Regions from separate parts of the Sus scrofa genome. Here all the other regions are linked to region 2. A link is a contact called in public Hi-C and HiChIP or PLAC-seq data. All regions are on one chromosome and are shown on one strand. Each heading gives the region's core, a stretch centred on a gene start, on an enhancer-like site or on the middle of the called end of the contact. The rest is flanking DNA. Distances are from core to core; before and after follow the strand shown.

Region 1 (4,063 bases), core at 1,099-3,598, 1.0 Mb after region 2:
AGGAAAATGGCACTGCTTGTATTTTATCATTTAGACACCACATATTATTTCAGATTATATTTTCTGACAGGAAAAAAGTCACATGGGCTACTATTGCCATAGTAATTCAGAGCCACAAAAGGCCATGCAACTTGGGGAGTACAATACAAGGAAACAAGAGAGATCAGCATCTGAGATGTTTAAGGTATGTATGTTAGAAGTGACAAGACAAAACCTAGGACTTTATTGGGTGTAATAAAGATGCATCAGCTCTCAGCAGAAGGATGTACTGTGGGTAGTAGGAATGAGACCGCAGGGTGACTGTGGCTCATCAGAGCCAGTAGTCTGGATCCATACCAGTAGAAAAAGGTGCACAAGAATGTGTATGTCACATTCGGGCATAGAGCAATCTATGGATTGGAAATATGTATATATATATATATATATATATATATATAAAACAAATTACAAAGGTTGGGTTTGAGGGCTTTAACAAAGGTTTAATACAAGTACCTCCTTAAAGGGGTGAATAGGTATGGCAGCAAGACTGACAGCACAAGTATTGCTTGTTGAAATAAAGAAGTATAATAGTATAAGTCTTAATACAAAGTAACCAAGGTATCATGGAATAACCCACATGTCAAAATACTGGCTGAAGAGTCAAACAGAAGTTTAATATGGGTGTTATTACATACGGGGCGGCGGGGGTGGGTGGGTAGTAAAGTACATGGCAATATAAATCTTGTAAGCATTAGGTGGGTTTAAAGAATGGGTGATAAACATTCTGAAGAGATTTAACCCAGTACAGAGAAATACTGGGATAAAACGATAGGGATGCGAATAAGGTCAACCTAGACAAGATGGCATTAACCAGGAAGTGAAAAATCCAAGGCAGAAAAATGATCTAGAGTATAACATGTATCTAATCCTACACCTCCTTTCGTAACTTTAAGTCTCTTACTTCTCATTTCAATGTTTTCATTCGGCCAAGTGGGTAAAACGCTTTCTACCTCCCTATCTCACAAGAGATTCCTATAGGTAAAATAATGTCAAACACATTCGAGTTCCACTTGTAAAAAGTACAGAGTACTAAAAGCATGGAGCTCCCGCTGGTGGGGGTAGGGGAGGAAGCGGACGGATGCAAGAGAACAGGTAACAGGATGAGGCTTGAGCCAAAATAAGTATCAGCAGAGTGGGGTGAAGGACCTAAAAAGCAGGGAGGGAATGGCACCCAATCCCTACCCCGGAGCGGGGGTATCGAGAATCACGGTAAGGGGCAGGGATGGCCGAGACAGGGAAGACCGCATCCGCGGCGGCAGGGCCCATTGGAGCCGCGGGAGACTACAGAGCCCCGGGTCGCAGAGCCGGGGGCGGGAGGGGCGGCGGCTGGGCGCCAGGCGCGTAGGGACCGGGGTCCCCAGCTGGGACCCGGCGACCCGGCACTAACCGGTTCTGAGCCCCGGCAGCCGTGGATCCCCGGCCTCTACTCGTCGTCCGTTTCCGGGGCCCACGGGTCCCGCCGCAGTTGGATGACCCGGCCCGGAGGAGGAATGGGGCCTCAAACCACCTCCCCCTCTTGGGTCCCCCTTCCCTAGAGGTCACTCTCCCCTCCCACCTTCCTGGCCCGACACTTCCGGTTCCGTAGGGGCCGGTGTCCCCGGTACTCACCCCCGGCGCTGTTCCCGTCACCGCTACCGTCGTAGTCGCCGCCGCCTCCCGGTAGTGCCGTCCGGCCTCTGAGAGGCAGCGCGCGGCCGCCGCACGCTCCACGCCCGCCCTGCTCAGCGCGCCCCCGCTCAGCGACGCTCGCCTTCGAGTCAGCGCGCGGCCGTTGCCCTCAGAGCCGGGTCTCGAGCCCTCCCAGCGTTCCCATTGGCTCCCTGTCCCGGGCGCGCGCGACGTCTCGCGCAGGGCACGTTCCTCTCATTCATGCGGCTCGCGCCGCCGCGCCCGCCCCCGCTCACTCTCCCATTCACCCATAGCCCCCACCCCGACGCAGCTCTAGGGCGTGCGCGCGCACGCCGGCGACCGCGGCGACCTCGCGGTCTGATTGGCTGCAAGAGCACAGCGCCGTACCACGCGAGAAAACGAGAACGCGCGCGCAAGGGCCTTCGACCAGCAGAGATGGGTGGGCGTACTGCGCAGTAGTCGGAAAAGGGGAAATGGCGGGGCCACTCTTCCCTTTTTCTGCTTCCTGCTTTGTGCCCCTCCCGTATCGAAGCAGGAAAACTCAGACGTGAAAAATAATTAAATGTGCGTACCGAGAGTACTCAAAAGCAAGTAGTTACCCTTCCAAATTCGCCAAACCCCCTCCAGTAAGTGTGGTACGCTCCAGACAGGCTTCTGGAGTAACCAATCACCCACAGGCCCCGGCGTCTTCCGGCTTCAGCTTCTTCAGTCATTGGCCAACAGTTTGCCCACTAATTGGCCCTCTCCCTTTTTTCTTTTTTCTCTTTCTTTTTTTTTTTTTGATGGCGAAAACTTTATTTAAAACAATTTTGATGGAGCATTCATTAGACCGGCGAGTTCCCTAGTACCAGCAGAATCTCAGGATAATGGAAAGGTCTGGCTTATGGCTTCCGCACGGAGGGGCCTCCCGGAGTGAAGAGTCTGTGGGGAGCGAAGCTCCTGCCGAAGGCCTAGGAGGAAGAGGAAGGAGAGCGAGCGCGAGCTTTGGAACCATAGTGCCAACCGTGGAAGAGGAACACAGGACGCGCGCTGAGGCAGTCGCAACCCCCCGGAGTGGGAGCTGACTCTTGGCTTCGCCTGATTCCCTTAGCGTTTCACTGCAGCCCCTGAGCTGGGTGCCGACATGTAACCTCGCCCAATCCGGGAAATACAGGCAGGAAGGAAAAGATTCTCTAGAAGCTCCTGTCTCTGGAGCTGCTGGCCAACGCTACATAGATCACAGCGCCACATCTTGTCCTAATTAGCCCTACAACGTTGTGAACCCAAGAGCAAGGCCTGGTGTTCTCATTTAGCTCAAGGCCATTTCTTTTTTGAAAGCTGCCCTGGCTATTACGTAATAGTCTTTCAAAAGTGTTCCACCAGCCACTTCACTGAAGCCAAGATTCCTCACCTGTAAAGTGTGATTCTAAATCCTGCGGTCTGTCCTGGTCTTTGGTGTCAAATGTTGCTAGTTTAAAATATGCTCTGAGCACTAGGCGGCATGGGAAAGATCTGCCTTCTTTTCTGAGGTCTAATCTAGTTCTTTCTCTGACATGGCTTATGTAACAGGTTCTATTACATGCTTGCTAAGTGCCTCAATCTACCATTTGTTGCTGCATGCTTCAGAGTTTTGTTTTGTTGTTGTTTGTTTGTTTTAATGGCGGCACCCGCAGCATATGGTAGTTCCGGGGCCAGGGATGGAATAGGAGCCGCAGCTGCGACCTTCTCTACATATCCATAACCCACTGCACCAGGCTGGGGATGAAACTTGCTCTGCCACAGAGACAAGTCGAGTCCTTGGTGGGAACTCCTGCATAGCTCTTTTAATGACAGTGTGTATTTAAAAAATGAAATCTTGGAGTTCCTGTCATGGCTAAGTAGTTAACGAATCTGACTAGTATCCATGAGGTTGCAGGTTGGATCCCTGGCCTCGCTCAGTGGGTGGGGTATCCGGCATTGCTGTGAGCTGTGGTGTAGGTTGCAGGCTCCACTGGAATTCTGCGTGGGCTGTGGCTGTGGGGCAGGCCGGCAGGCAGCTACAGCTCCGATTTGGCCCCTAGCCTGTGAACCTCCATATGCTGCAGGTGGAGCCTTAAAAAGCAAAAAATATTAATAAACTAAAAAATGAAATATTTAAAAACTTTAGACCTTATAAAAGGTAAAGTTAAAGTATTATTGGAAATACAATATTTGTTTCATTTAGAGAGGCTTTTTTAGCTGCAAGTTAGGTTAATTTATATCCTTAGAAATTAAATTTCTTTTTTTTTGCTTTTTTTGTTGTATTGAAATACAGTTGATTTACAAGGTTGTGATAATTCCTGCTGTACGACAAAGTGATTGAGTTCTGTGTGCTATACAGCAGGTAAAATTCATTTTTCTATTTTATGCTTTTCTTGATTTTTTTTTTTTTTTTTTT
Region 2 (4,190 bases), core at 515-3,014:
ATTGCTCAGTGCATGAGTGTAAGAAACTGCTAGAAGCCAGGAGAAGAACTGCCCAACAGGAAAAAAAGGAACAATTCTGAAGCCCATACAGGGTTGAGAATAGTTTCTGTTTCCCAAAGGCAAACTAGAAAACTTCATAATTCATAATATACCAGGCAGTCTCTTCAGAAAGGTATTGCCTCTACACTCAATAGGACAAAATTAGTCCTAGATAAAGGCCACTCTGGTCTCACCTGACAAAGTTTAAAAGCAAGGCTTGGAAGGATGACTCTGTTTCCAAACTGTGCACTAGAAGGAAGTTCTAGAATATTGATGAGAATAGAAGCATTTCTTGAACACCCCCCCCCCATGTGAAATCGGCAATGCTTGATGTCCAGTCAAAAATTACCAGGCATAAAAAAGAAGCAGGAAAATATGATCCACAATGAGGAGAAAAATTAGTGAAAAGGAACAGATCCAGAAGTGGACACAGCTGACAGAACTAGGAGACGAGAATATTAAGACAGTTATTACCTTAGACGTCTGGCCAAATAAAGTGCCAGGGACCGGATTTACCCTCCAGTCTGAAAGCAAAACGGACAAAAGTAGGCAAAATCGATGGAACAGTAACTTCCAAGGAACTTACATGCGCCCCCCTCCCTCCCTCCAAAGCCCCACCGCACCTCGGTTGGAACAGCTACCTAGACTATCTCAAAGCCTTTCCAGGTGTAAAACTCTTGAGGCTGGGGAGTGGTTTACCACAACGGGAGGATGCCTCAGTCCCTCTCCCTCCAAAACCTCCTAGGATCTGGACTGAGATCCTTCTAGCTAGCGCCCTTGACAACCATCCCCTAAGAACTCCCACCGGAGGAGCCACTCACAGAAGCTGTGAATCTGCCCCAACAGTGTCTGTGCCAGCCTTGCTGGGATCCAGAAGAGGGGCGATGACGGCGCTTCGCTGAGGCTTCCTGGAATGTTCACCCTAGCAAGTGAAAGCGAGCAATGCGCCAGGGAGTAGACCGTCGGGCGGGAAGCTGCAGAGGCTGTCTGCGCTCTTCCGACAGACACTCATCCACTTTGGAAGCCGATTGGCCGATTCCGGCCTCTGAGCGGGTGCCAGAAAAAGATGGGTGTGGACTGCATCACGCGGGGTAACGGGGAGAGACGTGCCCAGCCGCGCAGATGGCCGTGATTACCCCGCCCCGGTCCTGTTCATCCATTCCCTTCCCACCCTAGGTCCACAGCCAGCTTCCTTGTTCCGGGTCAAACTTGGAGCAGTTATTTCCCTTCATCCCTGCCCGCCAAATCTGCATCTATTGTAGTCGGGAGAGTTGCTGAGCTAGCGAGGGGCGGTAGAGGGAGGAGCGTTCTGCCCGAGGGTCAAATTACACAGTGGCGGCTTGGGGTGGGAACGGTGAGCCCCGGAGTCGGAAGAGCAGGCCCAACAGCCTGGTCGCTGAAGCTGAGTGAGCGGCCATCGCATCCCCTCAGCCACTCCAGGATGGGCAGCAGCAGTGGACTGAGCTTCCCAGGAGAGGCTCCTGGCCCGGAACCTGCGGGGTTGTGGCCGTACACTTCGCCAGCTTCCAGCGCATGAAGTGGCCCAAAGCAGGCGGCAGACTTGGTGTCCCCCGCAAAAGTGACAACTTCATCTAGAGGCTGTTGCACAGAAACTCTCCAACCAGGAGGAAGAGACCAGCAGCTGCCCTCTCGGTTCCCAGAACGTGCATTAGAAATTTCCAGTCCTAAGGGGGCTGCAGCGTTACCCATCTTCCAACTGATGACCAAAAAGTGGGCTTGAGAAAACATTTTACCGTTTAAGAAACTGAACAGGAGGGGGTGCCTTCGTTTTGGATGCTATTTTTGAGAAGCTGGTCAAAGAAGGGGAAAATAGAACTGGTAGGTGATGAGTAACCCTTCCTTTTGAAGTAGAATGGATGTTTATGTAAAGACTGATGGTGTTGGGATACTACTGACAGCTTTTCTGGACTTAATGTAAACTATATACAGAGCAACTGTGATCATTGTTTAAATTCCAGGTGCTCAGTGGGGTTTGGACAGAGTGAACCTTAGAAGTGTAATTGTAAAAATAATATGAAAAGGCTGGAAGAAAAGAGAAAAACTATGATAATTTGATCAAATCACGGCTCTTCTTTAAATCATCTTAAAGTGGTACAAGTGACCGGTACTAACATACACAGAAGGAGGACAAATTTTTGCCCAAGGGGACTTGCTGATTCTCATTTCTTTGTAGACTGGAGATGTTAAAAAAAAGTTATGAAAAGTAAGAGGCGTAGGGGAGGGTGCTGTTGATGTTGCCTGATGTTTCTGAGGACGGAGAATTTGTCCTGGAAAGGATCATAACTTCAGGAGTACTCGTATTTGCCATGGTCACTAAGCAAACTGTAGGTTACGTTAAGGAGTCTGGATTTTATTACAAATGTGAGATTTATTCTAAACAGAGAGTTTGAAGCAAGGGAGTCATATAATCTGATTTTTAAAAAAATCACTGGCAGCTATAAGGGCGACAAACTCTGGGGGACAAGAGTAGATACAGAAGGAGAAAGCGATGAGGGGGAGGTTACCCCAGGTTTCCAGAGATGTGGTAGGGGCAGGCTGCAGTGGTAGTGATGGAGGGGCGAATGCTGTTTTGATGCTGCATTGATTTTGAAGGGCACGTCCACCGGTTTTGTTTATGGATGGGAAGTTCAGGAAAGCAGAGAAAAAGAGGGCTCAGTGATGATTCCTGGGCTTTTGAATGGAGCAACCTGAGCAAGGATAAAGTCTCCATTAACTGGTATGGGAGATCCCAGGCAGGAGGTGTTTCTTCTTCTGCTGCTGCTGCCGCCGCCGCGTGTGTGTGTGTGTGTGTGTGTGTGTGTGTGTGAATTCTGCTTTGACATGTTGATTTAAAGATCCTAATCCATTCCAACTGTGTGACGAGGAGTGAAGTAAAAGCAATCACATTCAATATATGATAGTGAGTCCCCAGGGAGGGTCAGGAAGGGACAGAAGACTGAACATGCCAAGGAATAACATAGACCAAAGTGAAAGAGAGAGAGAGAGACAGAGAAACTTGGACTTATGATGGTAACGATGTTGGCCATTCACTGACAAGTCTATTTGAGGTGCTGTGAAAAGGAAGAGGCAAAAAAAGAATTCAAAGGGCCATAGCTCAGTAGAAGATAAAGAAAAAAACCTGCCTTGTGTCCCCAGATCCTCTGTTTCTTAGGTGACGTTGAAATGTTTACCTCCCAGTGGGCGTCTGCCTACTCGTAATGGCATCCCACCCAGCACAGGATCCTGCCAATCCCCGAATGCTCTGGCTTCCAGAGCCCAGTGGACTGCTGATGCTTGTCACTTCCTATTTACTGGTCATCGGAATAGCACCTGAACCATATGTTTGCAATTGCTGGCCTGATGCCATTTGGGGTGTGTAGCCCAGCAGGACCCTGTGAGGCCTTCCTAGAGGGGTCCCCCACTCATGTCTTCCACCTGCCGTTTTGTCTATAGAAAAACTTTAGTCAAAGAATTCATTTAATCAGGGAAGCGAGAAAATGGAAAACAGCCAAGCAAGACAGAAGAGTAATAGTTCAGCCATTCAGCAAAGTCAAGAACCTTTTGTTCTTCCTCCAGAACTCTAGATAATATTCCGAGCCATGCCCTTGGAACTGTTTTGCAGGTGCTGAAGCCCCCGCCAGGTGGAAGGATCAATTGCATGCTGTCCAGGAGCAGGTAGACCCCAGATTGGTTGGAACCAGAAGGTTGATGACACTGACTCCCAATTACCACCAACCAGTCCGCAGAATATCCCCAAGCTGACCAAGCCCTGCTCCTTGAACCCTGTAAGACTTCTCACTACTCCTTCAAGGGAGTGGGGAGCAGTGGTGGTGGCCACAGTCCTTGAAGCACTAGCCTGCTGTGTTCCCTCTTTGCCTGGCAACTAAAGCTACTTTTTCTGTCTCCTCCAACTCTGTCTCTGCATTCTTCTTGGCGTCAGTGTACAAAGGCAGCTGATATTTTAGCAGCAGGTGGCAGTCTTCCACTTCTGCCTTAAGTGTAAAACTGACCCTAACCAAAAACAGCATAGCACTGCCTGAACCAGGACCTATAGGTCTGTGATAGGGCTCCAGTATTGCTTTCCCGGTCGAGGCTGTGCTCTGAGAGCTTGGCTGCAAACCCATTGCAGCTTGGCAGCAGTGACGGAATAG
Region 3 (4,188 bases), core at 1,094-3,593, 960 kb after region 2:
AAGACACAACAGGAACTCCAGAGTGCTACATAATCTTTAAATGCTATCACTCTTTCTGTATTACTTCAAATTCTTCTAGTAGGAAATTAACATTCCCTTATCAACTATTTATTACTCTGACAGTGTATAGAGGAAAAGCAAAGTGCTTGATTATTTCTTTTATTTAATAAAATAGAAATGAACTTTTATTCTGTTTAGCCACTGAAATTTTTTTTTTTCCTTTTTTTTTTTTCAGTGCTGCAGCCTCAGGATGTGGAAGTTCCTAGACTTGGGGTCGAGTTGGAGCTACAGCTACTGGCCTACATCACAGTCACAGCAACGTAGGATCTGAGCCACATCTGTGACCTACAACACAGCTCATGGCAATGCTGGATCCCCGACCCACTGAACAAGACCAGGGATTGAACCTGAATCTTCATGGATACTAGTTGGATTGCTTCCATTGCTCCACAACAGGAACTCCCTCTTTTTTTCTTTTTCTTCCACCCACAGCATATGGAAGTTCCTGGACCAGGGATCGAACCCGTACTTCCAAGGAACTGCAGTTGGATTCTCAACCCACCGCACCATGGTGGGAACTCCAAGCCACTGAAATTTTGAGGTTTACCTGTTATTGCTAAGATTATTTACCTTAATATTCTAACTTCCAAATCACCAAGGAAATAGTAAAAGATTTTTTCCAGGAAAACAAACACTAGCTATAAACTCTAAATAGTTAAAGGTCCCTACTTAATAGGTTCTTTTGGAGTTCCTGTCATGGCACAGTGGAAACGAATCTGACTAGTACCCATGAGGATCCGGGTTCAATCCCTGGCCTCGCTCAGTGGGTCAGGGATCTGCCATTGCCTTGAGCTGTGGTGTAGATCTGAGACAGAGCTTGGATCCCACGTTGCTATGGCTGTGGCATAGGCTGTAGCTCTGATCTGACCCTAGCCTGGGAACCTCCATACCCCGCAGGTTCGCCCCCCTGCCCCCCAAATGGATCTTTTGAAGCACCACAGCTATACATGAGCTACTTAATAACACTGGGAAAGAACGGCGGAAGTACGAAAAAGTAAACAAGGGAAGGAGAATAAAAGTAAGGAAGTAAGTTCTGTCAAAAGTCAAGACTCATTCTGGGACCTGGAAAAAAAAAAAGACAAAAACTCAGGAAGGCCCTCCTTCCTCGTAACACAGATTCAGCTATACAGAAGGGGGCACAGAACTTCATCTTATTTTTCTGAGTGGTCCTTCCACTTCTACTTAGGAAGTACTGCAAGAGAGTTCAGATTGATTTCTTTACAATGAATTTTTTTTACAATTCCATTTCAATAGGCCTAAAACTTTATTCATTTTTACATTCTCAGGATGCAGCACAGTGCCTAGCATACAGTCCTCCCTCTGCAGTTGTTAACTGAATTAAAATGACTGATGGTGCTGCTGCTTTGGCCAGAAGAGTGGTTTCAAGTCCCAGCCACTCACTAGTTGTGTGACCTTGGACAAGTCTCCTAACTACGCCGAGATCAATTTCTTCATCAGTGAAACGAGATTACTACTACTTGCCTTGTTTACCTCACTGATTCCTCAAGAGGCTTTACATAACGAGAGCAGCACTGTAAAACAGTGCAGATGCCTCGTTTGGGTAGGTACGAATTGTGAGACGGAAAGGACCTTGGACTCAGGAGTCAGAAGACCCCGGCAGGCTAACTCGCTGTATTCCCATCTTAAACGTGAAGAGGTTTACACTCGACGACCGCCCAGGCTCTAGATTCTTAATAGCTTAAGTCCGCTACAGGTTGGGAACCTCAGGTGTTCTCAAACAGGTGAACCTCGCATCTCGTAGATGCAACCTAGGACAGGGTGTCAAGGTCGCGGGGTCCTAAGGCGGGGGGTCGCTCACCCAGTCAAAGTCACACGGGTTGCCGTCTTCGCGTTGCGTGGGGAGATTGTAGCAGACAGGGGGCAGCTTCCTCACGAGTAGGAAGGCAGCAGAGAGGAGGGCTGACAGAAGGTAGTAAGGTCGGGCCAGCCATCGTGATAGTCGAGGTATCGAATAAATAAGAGCAATTAAAGGCGCGAGAACCGCCATCTTCCCGGCTCTAGCGGCGCCAGCCGCTCCACGGAGTCCGTGAGCCTGGTCCCGCCTCTCCCATCATTGTGCTTCCATTGGGCCTAGTCTCGGATGCACCGCCTCTAGATCCGGAAGCAGATCTCTGACTGGCTTCTGCGTCAGGTTAAAAATGGAGAAAGGGCTTTGATATTTTATTGGCTAATCTAGCTGTCTTTTTTTCCACCTAAATCGTTTTATTGGACATATGCGACTGCGGCAAGTAGGAGATACAGGAGAATTTAAATAAAGTTAAATAGTACTTCCGGAACGTTCTCAGAAGGCGACGGAAGTAGTTGCAGGAAGAAGGTAGGAAGGGCCCGAGGCAACCCAATGGTGAGAGGCTCCTGAAAGAGGAGGGCGGTACTCTGTGAAAAGATTGACCAATGAACGTCACCAACGCCAGACACCGAGACAGCGCCGGGGCGGAGGAGGCGATGGAGAATTTCACGGCGCTGTTCGGAGCTCAGGCTGACCCACCACCGCCCCCGACCGCACTTGGCTTCGGACCTGGAAAACCTCCACCCCCACCGCCTCCTCCTCCGGGCGGGGGGCCGGGCCCCGCCCCGCCCTCTACCGCGGCCACAGCCGCTCCCGGCTCCGACAAGTCAGCGGCCGGTTGTGGCCCCTTCTACCTAATGCGGGAACTGCCGGGTGAGTACAAGGCCTGGTCAAAGCCAGCCAATCAGATCATAGCGAGGAGAGGCGGGGCGTGGCTCTCAGCCTTCCGACTGGGGTGAGGGGTAACCTAGGCAACGCGTGGCGCGATTTCGGAACACTATACTAGAAGAGGTTCTGAGGATTCACAACCGAAAGAATGATTGGAATTGGGATGGATTAGGGGTGGGAAGAGAGTGGATCTCCCTGACCACCTTTCACGCCCGATCCTGCCCCTGACGCTGGTTTTTGACTCCCTAAAGATTATCCTAGCTTTGAGTTTGGTATTTGAGGGTCCTGATTTAACATCCCTGCGGACCCAGTTCCAGATCTGCTTCAAACTTCCTGTTGGTTTGGGACATGTTGTCTTTCTTCCTCTGGGCCTCGGGGTTTCAAAATGTGTTCGAAGAAGTGATTAGAATTAAACCAGGTTCTTTCATTCAAAAAATTATTTTGTTGCGCACCCACTCTGTGTACCAAGCACTCTTCCAATTGCTGAAGATACAGCTGTGAACAAAACTGACAAGATCCTTGCCTGTTTGGGAGTTTACCTGCCAGTGGAGGAGTCAAAGAGTGATAAACAGATATCTGCGGATAAACAGATAGTATCAGATAGTGGTTATGGCTACAAGGGGGAAATGTGATAAAGAATTGAGGGGGCAGAACTGCTTTAGCTAGAGTGATCAGGAGAGCCCTTTCTGAGTAGATAACATTAGAGCTAAAATATAAGCACAAAGGAAGAGCTAGCCATTTATGAGTGGGAGGAGAGAGAACTCTAGATACAAAAAATGAGATTAGAAGGCCCAATGTGAGAATAACCTTGAATATTTGAGGGACAGAAAACCACTTGCACTCCGGGGAAGTGAACAGGGAAAGAGCGATAGGAGATGAAGGTGGGAGAGTAGGCAGAGGCCTCTATAAGACATTTTAAGTTCAGGGGGAACCATTTTGACACAAGAGTCTGAAGTGATCTAACTTCTAACTTATTTGCTTATTTTCAATCATTCGAGCAGCTCTATTAAGGAAGCAAAGTGGGGGAGTTCCCGTCATAGCACAGCAGAAATGAATCCGACTAGGAAGCATGAGGTTGTGGGTTTGATCCCTAGCCTCACTCAGTGGGTTAAGGATCCAGTGTTGTCCTGTGCTGTGGTGTAGGTTGCAGACGCAGCACAGCTCTAGCATTGCTGTGGCTCTGGTGTAGGCCGGCACCTGTAGCTCTGATTTGACCCTTAGCCTGGGAACCTCCATATGCCTTGGGTGCTGCCCTTAAAAAAAAAGAAGAAAAGTGGGAAAATTGGTCAGAAGTTACAGCTTAGTAGTTCAGGAAAGAGATGATAGTTTGAACTAGGAAATAGCAGTAGAGGAGAGAAGTAAATGGATGCCAAATAAATGTTAGAGGTAGAACTGACAGGAATGCAGGATTGAAAATAGAATTGAAGGACAGA

Evidence for each region. Hi-C and Micro-C count contacts between places; a contact is called where the count stands out from the background. HiChIP or PLAC-seq counts read pairs in DNA pulled down with a chosen protein or histone mark.
Region 1: an H3K27ac HiChIP or PLAC-seq map of alveolar macrophages shows a contact between it and region 2. The contact joins the promoter of ZDHHC5 here to the promoter of GLYATL2 in region 2. A contact is called at or near these places in 1 of 47 Hi-C or Micro-C datasets (heart right ventricle) and 1 of 2 datasets of contacts at active chromatin or transcription factors (alveolar macrophages).
Region 3: a contact with region 2 is called in a Hi-C map of embryonic fibroblasts, with 2.9 times the contacts expected there. The contact joins the promoter of MED19 here to the promoter of GLYATL2 in region 2. A contact is called at or near these places in 2 of 5 promoter capture datasets (fetal skeletal muscle and liver) and 1 of 47 Hi-C or Micro-C datasets (embryonic fibroblasts).

What each region holds. Positions count from the first base shown.
Region 1 is chr2:13,274,169-13,278,231 of Sscrofa11.1, forward strand. It overlaps ZDHHC5 (palmitoyltransferase ZDHHC5), which reads right to left and starts at 2,349. Exons shown (of 12, transcript XM_021083028.1): 1 at 2,241-2,349.
Region 2 is chr2:12,278,329-12,282,518 of Sscrofa11.1, forward strand. It overlaps GLYATL2 (glycine N-acyltransferase-like protein 2), which reads left to right and starts at 1,765. Exons shown (of 8, transcript XM_005660879.3): 1 at 1,765-1,878. It overlaps FAM111B (protein FAM111B), which reads right to left and starts at 1,058. Exons shown (of 4, transcript XM_003353861.3): 1 at 861-1,058; 2 at 514-563.
Region 3 is chr2:13,238,968-13,243,155 of Sscrofa11.1, forward strand. It overlaps MED19 (mediator of RNA polymerase II transcription subunit 19), which reads left to right and starts at 2,344. Exons shown (of 5, transcript XM_003122715.5): 1 at 2,344-2,740. The coding sequence starts at 2,473. TMX2 (thioredoxin-related transmembrane protein 2) reads right to left here and starts at 2,303. Exons shown (of 8, transcript XM_005660896.3): 1 at 1,880-2,303. The coding sequence starts at 2,068.